Linked DNA regions of Callithrix jacchus: region 2 is linked to region 1. A link is a contact called in public Hi-C data. All regions are on one chromosome and are shown on one strand. The core of a region is the stretch at or near the end of the contact, and the rest is flanking DNA. Distances in the headings are between cores, read along the strand shown. Region 1 overlaps SNX10 (sorting nexin 10). Region 2 has its middle 69 kb from the start of NFE2L3.

The links. A called contact is a pair of places that touch in the nucleus more often than the background predicts.
Region 2: a contact with region 1 is called in a Hi-C map of induced pluripotent stem cells, with 4 times the contacts expected there. The contact joins two enhancer-like sites. A contact is called at or near these places in 3 of 3 Hi-C or Micro-C datasets (induced pluripotent stem cells and skeletal muscle).

The regions. Positions count from the first base shown.
Region 1 is chr11:31,727,659-31,733,640 of calJac240_pri, reverse strand. It overlaps SNX10 (sorting nexin 10), which reads left to right. Exons shown (of 6, transcript XM_078342535.1): 6 at 1-922. Among named protein-coding and RNA genes, the nearest start is that of SNX10, 78 kb to the left of the region's middle. Within about 2 kb of position 2,685, at least 10 of the 16 cell types and tissues checked have an H3K27ac peak or open chromatin away from gene starts, as enhancers often do.
Region 2 is chr11:32,013,113-32,019,094 of calJac240_pri, reverse strand. No RefSeq gene overlaps it. Among named protein-coding and RNA genes, the nearest start is that of NFE2L3, 69 kb to the right of the region's middle. Within about 2 kb of position 3,359, at least 2 of the 16 cell types and tissues checked have an H3K27ac peak or open chromatin away from gene starts, as enhancers often do.

The DNA.
Region 1 (5,982 bases), core at 1,436-3,935:
CCAATAAATATTCTTATAATTTAGAAAAGGATGTCATCTTGCTAATTTCAGAAATATTCATTAAAAAAGCCCTTTCTTTTAAAGCATCCACTTGAAGACTAGTATAATTTTATAAAATTTTTTTTTTTTTTTAGTGTCCCAAAGGTATCTTAGATAAACTGTTTTGAACTTCAGATTTCAGATAAGGCAGAATTTTTGTGAGATAATTACTCAAGTTTCTTCCATGTTGAATGGTACAAAGTATTTCTGTGAAACTAACAAAAAGATATTTTCAGATAACTAGGATAACTTGTTGCTTTAATTAAATGTTACTCAGCCTAATTGGAGAGTGGCCAGAGCTGCTACAAAAAGCAACCTTTTCATTTTCACTACGAATTTAAAAGTTATTGTATTATTAAAAAGTCTTTACAATGCTTGTTTCAAAGAACCAACAGAAAAAACAACTAACAAAACTAAAAACTAACACTTAAAAATTTAAATTCAGAATAAGAATGATTTCTTTAATTTGTCCTTTTTTCTTTGGTCTAAAACATTATTAAATTTTGGTAAATATTTTGATTTAATGTGTCTTAGATCCTTATTATTTTAACACAGGAAAAGAAAATATTTAGCAATTTCTTACCATGCTAATATGTAAAGTTTGTGCCATCCAGGCATTTAAGAGCGATCCTCATCCTTTCAGCAATATGTATTTGAGTTGACATTTGTTTTACAGCTGTTTTGAAAAACACATACTGTGCCACCAATTGTCATATTATTTTTAGATAATGTATCATAGCCATCAAAATTAATATTAAGTAATGCCTAATATTTGATGTGTAAATGTCATGAGTTCATCATTTTTACATTAAATGTGAAAAAAAATCAACTTTGCGGGATCACTTATTTTATACAAGAGAATATATTCTGCCTTAGACCAAAACTCAGTGTTTTTGAATTTTTTGATGATGAAATTTGGTAAAGCATGGTTTGATATTCACTATAGTTGTACATATTTCAGGCTTTTTAGCCTTGGTTCAGTTATTTTGGTGTCTACACACTGGCTTCTAAAAACTGATTTTTTGCAGCTGAGAGATTTAGATGAACTTCCGTCCCAGTGGTTTTCTTGCTTCGGCTCTTATTTTTCTCTGGCATATTTTTATAAAGCTTTCTTTAGGAAAAAGAAAATAATTACTTTTTGTAATTAACCTGAATAGAATAGATGTTTAACACTATTTTTAATATGACTTAAATGTAAAGAATTGTAATCCTGGATTCTTTATTATTACAATACAGCAAAATGGCATTTTCCCTGGCTAATTCTGAAAGGGTAAACTATTCACCTATAAAGCCAATTTATGTGTTTTGTTGTAGAACCAGATTTATGTATAACCCAAAGGTGTCAACAGTGAAAGTCAACAACCTGTTACTTAGGCTTCTTATAAAGTCTCTCTTGAAAGAAAGTTACTTAATTCTAGTTAAAATTCAAGTTTTGAAAATTACTAGGGAAAACCAAGTATTTATTTTTAAGCAGATATTATCCCTTAAGATATTAAGTATCTTACCAGTTCTTCAACCTAGTCCACATTTTATTGAATAATTAAATACAAAAAACTGATATGCAGTATAAAGTAAAAGAACAAATTTTCTTTTATGACAATTAAGAAGTTAAACAAATTCATTTAGCCTGGCCACAATCACTGTTACATTCAACAGCAAACTGGATGTTGTTTTGAATTTGGTTTGTGTTTTTTGGGTGCCTTAAAGATTTCTTATTATTGAGCTACTGTGGTACAAATCAGGCTTTCAGTATTTGAGCTGTAAAAGAAGACCCTTTTGCATTAGAGGCCTCTTAACATTTAAAAAACAAAAATAACAAAGCTTATTCTGTTTCTAAATAGTCTTCCTCTTAATATTTAAATTATTAGCTGGTATCCTATGAATACAACGCAACATCTTTTCAATGAAGGAAACAATTTATTTAAATACAATTCTGTGGTTTTGTTTGGAATACAGACCTTTTCTTAGTTGATTATATATAAACACATTTTCAAATACAAAATACTGACAAAAACTAATACTGTCTGAAATTAGTTACTGCAATTTGACATTCAAAGTATAGAATTTTCTTTGCAAATAAACGTCGTAAGAAATTAATAATTTTAATAGAGTGGAGTTCAAAAATTTCAGAAGGATGTAAATAAGCAACAATTTCTTTAACATTTGCTATATATACAAAGGACTTTGGTTCTATTCTTTGCCATATGCATCTTACAAACCAGTCACCATTGTCCCTTTTAGCACACATAATTGCGCTTCAGTCTTACTGGAAACTTTCCTAGATCATGAGCAGTGCATTGGACACTAATTTTTTAGCTGCGCAAACTCTGATAGTTAATGACCCTTTCTCTTTCTCCAAAATTCCAAAGACTTCTTTTCAAAAGATATAGAGGAAAAGAGAGAGAGAGAGGAGAGAGAGAGAGAGAGAGAGAGAGAGAGAGAGAGAGAGAGAGAGAGAGAAACCCATTAAGCTACAGTTTCCTCCTGAATTTAAACTCTGGTCTAAAGACACTATGCAAATGGCTTATGCTAAAGAGGAAAATACCCTTTCTCCCCCGACGAGAAGTGTAGATTCATCCAAAAGCCCACACCGCTTGTCTTTGCTGCTAGAGGCACAGCACGGGCATAACTTGTGGTTGTGTTTTTGCTAGTTTCTTACCTCTGGGCCTTCTTTATAGCTTTGCCCCCCACCCCACTGGCGGTGGCGCTCCGGCGGCTGCACCCTCGGCCGCCTGTTGGCTGCAGCGCCTCCGCGGCCCGAGCGCATTCTCCGCGCCGCGTCCCGCACACGCGCGCTCCCGCCACCTCCCACCCGGGCCGCTCTGCCGGCGGCGGCGACTGGGCGGCAGGTAGCGAGCCAGCCGGCCTCGGTCCGGTAACCCATGGCAACCGCTCTGGTAACCCATGGCAACTGCGCGGCGGAAAGAAAAAAGGCCTTGGTGGTGGGGGCGGCGGGCGATGAGTGAGAACAACGACCGCTAAGAGACAGCGATTTACCGCGCGGCCTGCGGCTCCCGGCCGCACCTGCTGCAGACCGGCCTGCGAGGCCCCTTCCCGCGCTACCGTGACGACTCTGGCTGCTGGGGAAAAGAGCAATAAGCAGCGCTCGTGCAGAGGGGCTCCGGGTGGTGCGCTTGGTGTAGGAGGCTGCTGTGAACGCCGATGACCCCGTGGACCTCCGCGTATCCCGGCTTCCAGGGCCCCGCGGGGCCAGAGAGCGCGCGTGGATTGGGCCCTGCCGCCGGGAGCTGGGCGAGGGGCGGCCGCGGTGGGCCGGGGCCGGGGCTGGACTCCAGGCTTTGTTCTGTAGACGCTCGCGCCTGGCCCGAGGAGGGGCGAAACGTGCTGCCCTGGCCTGGTGGTGCCCAGCCCCCGAGGGTCCCCACGAGCGGATGCGATAGGGACGGGCAAACTCTCCACTCCCTAAATTTTGTCATCTGCACACTCACCGCACACATTAGCTATCCCCTTTCCCTTGTAGGCCCCCAAGAGGCTAAAACCTGCCCAGCGGGCGCGCGGCCGCGTTAACCTGCCCCCTCCCGTCTGGAGAGGGAGGGGACAGTCGCGCCTGGTGGCGGGAGTGTGCTGCTGCGGAAGAAGTGCGTGGTTCCAGGTGCAGAAACGGCCCTGGGTCAGGGTGCTCTGTGTGTGTGTGTGTGTGTGTGTGTGTGTGTGTGTGTGTGTGTGTGTGTGTGTGTGTGTGTACGGGCTGCAAGCGGGGGGAGATAAAGTTTGACATCCGCTTTAGGCTGAGATCCCTTTAGAGGGACTATGTTCTAGTCCCTGGAGAAAGCCGGTAACACATCAGGTGCCAGGCCGCCGGAGGCCAGGAGGGGGCGCTGCCGAGCCAGAGCGGAGGCTGCAGCCGCCCTCTGCAGAACGCGCCCTTGGTTGAGTCTGGTGAGCTCCTCGCGTAGTGGAGTGGTGTTAGGGCTCCCAAGTAGAAAGAACCTGCTCCCTACATAGGTGTTGGTTGTGCTTAGGAGCATCATTTGCTCGCTCAGTGTATTCGCAGAACCCCTATCCCTCAATAAGATGGTTCAGGAAATACAACTGGAACCATTTCCAGTGCATAAAAGTCCACAGAGAAATGTAGTGAGGGGAGAGACCACACTAGGAGTCTTGAACATCCAGGTCGAATTCTAACTAGCTGTGATTCCAAGCACATTGTGATGTTTTAAAAAGGAAAAGATTTGGCCTGGTTGATTTTGAGGTCCTCAATTAATTCACTCTCTGTAGGTGTGTTACAGGGACGAATCCCAATAGCAAAGTGTGTTACAGGGACGAATCCTAATAGCAAAGTGTGTTACAGGGACGAATCCTAATAGCAAAATCCGGAATATCTTTTTGTTTTTTGTTTTGTTTTGTTTGTTTGTTTTTTTTTGAAGGCAAAGGCCTGTGCAAATACAATATGCACATACTTCTGAAAGGTGCTTAGATCAACAGTGTTTAAGATATTCCATAGTTCTACTGGTAGACAAGGGAAGCTGGCTATGTAGAGAATCCTATTTTAATTCTTTCATAAAGACAAGACTCTTAGATCTTAGGGAAACTTGGCTTATTTTCACAAACATGCATGTTCTGGGTTCCACTGCTTGCAGAGGACCCAGCATCAGGGAGCATGTGCTAACGGTTAGAGGTAAAACACAGGCCGACCTGCCCTGGGATCCAGGCAGTAGTACAATCCCAGCCCTCTGCATATCGGTGTACCGGGAGCCCTGTGCTTTCGTTTAATTTTTTTTTTTTTTTTTTAACAAAAGCAATTACAGAAAAGTGCAAATTTAACGTGTGACATTTAACATTTTGTCGTGGCAGGCAGGCTCCACTTAAATGGGGCCTTTCTGCGGAACAACAGGAGCCAAAAGGCCTTGTGTCATGGAGTAATGTAAGACACAATCTGGGCTGCAAACGCACAATGAATCGGGAAGGATTTATGTAATTAATTGACCAGTCTTAACCTGTTATCCTGATGTAAGGAATTTGGAACTCATTAATTTGGGCTCTGACAGATTTCATATTAGAGCTGGCAAATATGGATTGAGCCTCTTATTCTTGTAGCAGCTGGAATTTCCATGACAGTGAGGCTTAGTGAAGAAGACCTATTGCTGGAGTCAAACTGCCTCTTGCTAATCAGTAGCCCTGCTCTGCATTAAAGGGATAATGAAAAAAAAAAAAAAAAAGGAAAAAGCATATTACCTAGGTGAGGGAATGGAAGGGGCTTATGTTCACTCTGCTAGTAAGTGGGTTGAGCTCAAGCATTTGTAGTTGAACAAAACATTAATTGCAATCATAGAGTTAGGTGATTTCTCAACACCATGAGAGAAGAGAAGGTAGAATGGTGTCAGGGTCAGGTTCGGTATTATCCAAGTTAAAGAGGGATTAAAAGACAGAGTCTCTGCATTTACTCCATGTGCACAGAGAGTGTATGAAGAAGGAGATAGAAGTCTTACGAGGGGCAAATGGAAGGTTTTTTTTAGTAATGTCGTATCCATAAATGAGCAGTTCTGAGCCCTGAAGGAGAGACTGCCTTTCTCAGGAGCCAATTTCTGATTCCTGGTGGGAGTTCCCTAGTGGACCCCATGAAACCCAGAACTCACATAATGAGCATTTAGTTGATAATTTAATCTGTGTCCTCTTCAAATTGTATGATATTTACTGAATCAACCATTTGGAAGTGTCCAGTTTCTTCTTTGAGATTGTAAATAAACTCAGTAAAAGTTTCACTTTCATTTTTTTCCCACTTTGGACAATCAGAAAATTGCCAGGCTCAAAAAAGGTCCCAGAGATTAAACAAAATGTTTTTTTTTTTTCCATCCTTCACAATAGTTTTCTCTTATTGCTGTACTATGTGATAAGGTTAATATAACAGCTGCCCTAAGGATCATTAATACAGGGAGATAAGCAAAGTTGCATGCTAGAAACATTTGCAGGGTATCATGTGCC
Region 2 (5,982 bases), core at 2,110-4,609, 280 kb before region 1:
TTCTGAGAAGCAGTTAGACAGAGGCTTGAATAGATATGGTTGGATGTTTTCACAGGACATCTTTATTGGAGGGTCATGTTCCTCCGCCAGAAGTGCCATGTCTCCTTTCATGATGATATCAGCCATTATGATCAATGGGCTCTGATAATAACCTGTTGGAAGGAAACCATTGAACCAAAACATTTGGAAGGTTTTGTTTAGAAAACAAACCAAAAAAACTAACAAAAATACTTTTTCTCTGTTCTAGGCACTGTGTTTTCCTGCACATAGTGCCTCATTTAATCATTATAACACCCTCATGAGGTGCTGATGGGAATGGATTTGGACTTGGCCAGTAAGCCTCCAAAGCTGATTCTCTCTCTCAGCTACCACAGAAACAGATTGCCTCGAGAGTCTTATGGGCTGGCTGCTAAGGAGAAGCCTCTTTTGCCTTAGGTAGCATTAATAATTGAAAGAGGTAGAAAAGAAGAGATAGCCAAAAAATGGTTGAATCTTAAAATACAAGGTATACATTCTTAAAAATGCTTGACTCTTAAAATACAAGGTATACATTCTTATAAGATTGATCACAACACCACGTGGGCCAGCATTTCGGGAGGCTGAGGTGGATAGATCACTTGTGATCTGGAGTTCGAGACCAGCCTGGCCAACACAGCTTAACACCATCTCCACTAAAAATACAAAAATTAGCCAGGCGTGGTGCTGCAAGCCTGTAGTCCCAGCTCTTTGGGAGGCTGAGGCAGGAGAATCGCTTGAACCCAGGAGGCAGAGGTTGCAGTGAGCTGAGATGTTGCCACTGCACTCCAGCCTGGGTGACAGAGCAAGATTCCATCTCAAAAAGTGACTGTTTACTAACTGGCAAGTGCAATCATCAGAAGAGCATGTCATGTGACAGAGGATGCAAGTTGGACTGCAGTCACAGTGTCATCTTGGTGCACGCATGGAAACCTGAGGAGGTGCCAGACAACCTACCTCAAATAGGGCTGAAATGGCACTCCAAATGTCACCAAAGTGACTAGAAGCCACAATGCTCTGTTTAAAGTCTGTACTGCCCTTTGCATAAATCAACTTAGAGTTATTTTATCCACTCCTGGTGTGAGGCGTTGCCAGAATTAGAGTCATTTCATTAATCTCCCAGGCCAGAGAGAGGTAGCTGTATATCATTCCAGGTTACATTGACAGCAAGACAATCGTTACATTTCCACACTGCATCAAATAGCATTTCTTTTAATTCATTTCCTATCAGTCTCTATAAAAATGCCTTAGAACTAAAATATGTCTCTCAGTCCTTTAGATTTTAACAAAACTTGCTTCAAGACAAATATTTTCTAAAAATTCCAAAGTATGAAAAGTATAGAAGCTTCACTTCAAAGGACATCTCTAAATTTTTTTTAATTAATATGTTTACAAAATGATTATCTCATTCCCCTCAGGGGAAGGCACCCTGTGATCAAAAGGAGGAAGAAGAGAGGGAAAGGGAGAAGGAAAGACTGAAGGAAGGAAGAAGAAAGAAAGGAAGTGAGGAAGGAAGGAAGGAGGGAAGGAGGGAGAGAAGAAAGAAATGGCTTAAAATTATAATATTTACCATGTTTTTATTACAGTATTTAGGAAATCTAAATGTGTCAAAAACAAAATAAAACTAAGGGAAACCAAAATTAAGTATGTAGGTACAAAGTGATGTTTTGTCACTAAATGTATTTTTGAAAATAAAATCGGGGCTGGGTGCAATGGCTCAGATATGTAATCCCAGCCCTTTGAGAAGCCGAGGCAGGGAGATCACTGAAGCCCAAGAGTGCGAGACCAACCTGGACAACATGGCAAAACCCTGTCTTTACAAAAAATATAAAGAAAATTAGCCCGGCATGGTGTCACATGCCTGTAATCCCAACTATTTGGGAGGGTTGTGGTACAACGATTGCTTGAATCTTGGAGGCAGAGGCTGCAGTGAGCTGAGATCATGCCACTGTACTCCAGCCTGGGTGACAGAGTGAAACTCCATCTGAAAAAAAAAAAAAGAAAGAAAAAGAAAAGAAAATGGTCAAGCAAATTTAGATTTTCTTCTTCCTAGATCTTCCTCTCTCTGTTCACTGCAAATCACTGTATTTGTTTAGAATTCTAATTAGGCCATGGGTAATTTGTAAGTTTTCATGAAATCTCCTGAACCTCTTTTTCTGTTTTAATATGGCAGTCACAGCAGGAATCTTCTGAACTCCTTCAATGGTGTTTACTAACAAGAAATTGTGTCATATAGTAGAGATTTCTGTAAGCTGTCCTCTGAAATAGTATTTCTTCCCAATTACTTTTTAAAACAATGTGAAATCAAAAAAAATTGTTTTCTAAAATATTAGATTGGGCATTTTTAAAAAAGATAGCAATAAGATCTATGTCCGGGAGCGGTGACTCACAACTGTAATTCTAACACCAGGAGACAGAGGTAGGAGGATCCATTGCAATCAGGAGCTCAAGACCAGCCAGGGCAACATAGGGAAACCCCAACTCAACTAAAAAAAAAAAAAAAAAATAGTAGCCAGGTGTGGTGGCACACACCTGTAGTCCCAGTTACTTGGGAGACTAAGGTGGGAGTTCCAGGCTGCAGTGAGCTGGTGATCTTGCCATTGCACTCCAACCAGGGCAACAGAGCAAGACCCTGTCCCAAAATAAAAATAAAAATTTTAAAACACAGCAACAAGATCTAGAAGTTGAATGTATTGTAAAATAAAAATCAGAGAAGGGGGCCAGGCACGGTGGCTCACGCTTGTAATCCCAACACTTTGAGAAGCCTAGGCGGGGGGAATTACGAGGTCAGGAGTACGAGACCAGCCTGGCCAACACAGTGAAACCCCGTCTCTACTAAAAACACAAAAAGTAGCTGGGCGTGGTGGCGGGCGTCTGTAATCCCAGCTACTCGGGAGGCTAAGGCAGGAGAATTGCTTGTACCCAGGAGGCGGAGGTTGCTGTGAACCGAGATTGCACCACTGCACTGCAGCCTGCGCGACAGAGCTAGATTCCGTCTCAAAAACAAAGAAAAAAAGAGAGAAAGGGAATAAAGTCAAGAGACTTGCCCTATCATTTTACAGCTGCTGCTGCCGCGAATAAAGTGTTTACATTACCATTTCCCTGTCTGGTTCTTCCAACTCACATAACTCATTATTTTACAAGGTGTTTCTGTAACAATTCGCTAAACAGTAGTCCTTGCAAACAGTTCTGCTGCTCTGTAATCCAAGATTTTGGATAACATCATTTTTAACATAAACATAAATTTCAATAAAACTAAAGAGCTGTTTACTGGGAGTAGAGGTCTCATCAGCAATGCAACAGACAAAGCAAAGGCGGGATGGCTCAGGCAGGGGGCGCGCGGATCTCTCGCAGCAGACAAAGGAGAAGAAGCCGCAACGCGCCCTCACCGCCCGCGCATGCCCTGTGCCCGCGGGATCAGGTGCCACGGCGAAACAAGAGTTGAAAGCGCACTGACAGCTGGAGTCAGCCAGGCTCAGAGAGCAGTGCTGCCCTGCTACTCGAGTTGTGTGGTTTGGAGCAAGTTGGGTAATCCTGCTTAGCCTCATTTTCCCTTCTGTCGCATGAAGAAAAGACCACCTTGCAGAGTTACTGTGACGACTAAAGAGATAACCCATAAAGGTTTTCTTAGTCTGCGGTCAATGCTCAGTAATAAATGATATCTGTTATTACCATATGCCATCCCAGCTCTAATCATCATCCCAAATAGGCAGAGGATATCGCCACAGTGACACCGCTGTGCTTAGACCAAGGATGTTGAGAATTATATGGAGACACATTAAATACCCATCCCTCTTTAGATGCTCTTCTAGAATTTGGGCTGTCTGGAAGTGGGTTATCCACTCATGTCCCTCACCCTGCCTGTGCATTCAAGGGTTCCTTCCTTTGCTGCGGCAAGAATAGAAATTGGAATCTGTGAGTGCAGTAAGTGAAGACAGGTCTTGAAAAAGCAGCACCGAGTGAATGGAGCCACCACACTGTTCAGCGGCGGAAAGTCTGAAGGAGAGCTCCAAGCTCACAACCACTACAATCTCATTATTAGACTTAACGTTCTGTGTTAATCAATCCATCCTAAAACCCCACCTCTGAGGCAGACACAGAGGCCAAATATAACACTTCCTACACAGCATCCCATGCAGGATGTTGTTCAAACATTGATGAGTTTCAAACCCTCTATTAATATAAAGATGTTTTAAGCCACATCTAAAAACCAAACTTGACCTTGGAGGGAGAAAAGGGTCAAAGACAGATTTTTATAATATAAATTTCCTTTCTGAAGCTACAGAGGAATGTCAAATAATATCACAGTTTAACTATTTATTTTACTTTTTTTCTCCCCAAAAAGGGGAAACGGATGTTCTGGAATTTAAAAAATCAAAGAAAATAAAAATACAACAGAACATTCTATTGTTTCTCCAGGTCCAAAAATACATGTACATACTTAGCTGGCAAAAAAAGAAAAGAAAAGAAAAACAGACTTTGACAAAGAAAGGCATTTCCCTGGGAATATTCTCCTTCTGGAAGGATGGTGGTCAGGCATTTATTCTGTGTTGCTACTCCTTGAGCAGAACCTACCAAATATCCTCCTTTACCAGTTGCAGTTACCATGAGAATGCCACAGGGAAAGCTCTGGACAGCCATGGAGTCTTAGCTGGCTCTACAGTAAAAGAAGTCAGGTATCCTTCCACCTTCCCAGAAAGACTATGTTGGGGTTCTGAAAACAACACCCCAGAATGAAGCCCTCAGCAGCAGCCTCAGAAGCAAATGATTTTCTCTGACCTTCTCTTGCCCTCCTGTCTCTCAGTCCCATTCTCCCCAGAGGCTAGCTGTAGAAACCAGAACCCCTTTCCCGAAAGTCAGTCATAAAACCTAAAAATTTTAATTTAACTTTCCCTCCACCCTATCTGTATAAAAACTGGCCATATGGGCTGAGCAGGCCTGTAATCCCAATACTTTGGGAGGCTGAGGCAGGAGGATCACTTGAGCTCATGAGTTCGAGACCAGCCTGGCCAACATGATGAAACCCCATCTCTACTAAAAATACAAAAATTAGCTGGGCCTGGTGGTGGGCACCTGTAGTCCCAGCTACTCAGGAGGCTGAGACAGGAGGCTCACTTGAACCTGGGAGGCAGAGGTTGCAGTGAGCTGAGATTGTACCCCTGCACTCCAGGCTGGGCAACAGAGCAAGACTCTGTCTCAAATAAATAATAAAAATTAAATCTGGCCACAAAGAAATTATCCAACCTACCTTGTTTGATAGTAGGTCATAAGATCCCCACTCCAAAGAGGGTCCTGCTCCACACTCAGAAGGAAGAAATGCTCGCTCAAAGAGGCCAGGAAGAATCTAGACAGATAGGTCTTGCTGGGCTTCCCAGCTCATTTTGCTAGCCTTAGATCTACTTTTCTCCAATCATATTCCTACATGGCTGTCCATACTTGTTGACCATAAGCATAAAAATGGACAATCTCCGCTGTATCTTTGAGTCGTCATTCTGAAGGCTCCTGTGAATACACGTTAAATAAATACATATGCCTTTTCTTTAATGAATCAACCTGCCTCATGTCAGTGATTTTCAGCAAACCTTTAGGGAACCAAGAGCCTTGGCCCCCACAACTATGACATGGGCTAAAAATAAACTTCTACATGCAGATGAATTTGATAGCTCAGAAATATATACATAATTAACACAAGATTAAGTATCTGTAATTTATATTTGGGGAGGGGCAAAGGGAAAACAACCACAAGACACAGGAAAGCTCAGGGACATAAAACAGCTCAGGGAGCTCGTGCCCCTCTGAGAAGGCAGCTTTGCTCCTCTGCTGTGTCCAGGAGTTCAGAGTCTCAACCACGTACAATTCTTAAGGATCACCTGATATAACTGAAAAGACCTTGGAGTTGATGCAACCTCTTCCCATGGGCTGTCTGCCACAGAGGTGAGTGCCTAGAGTGGCTGTCACCACCAAGGA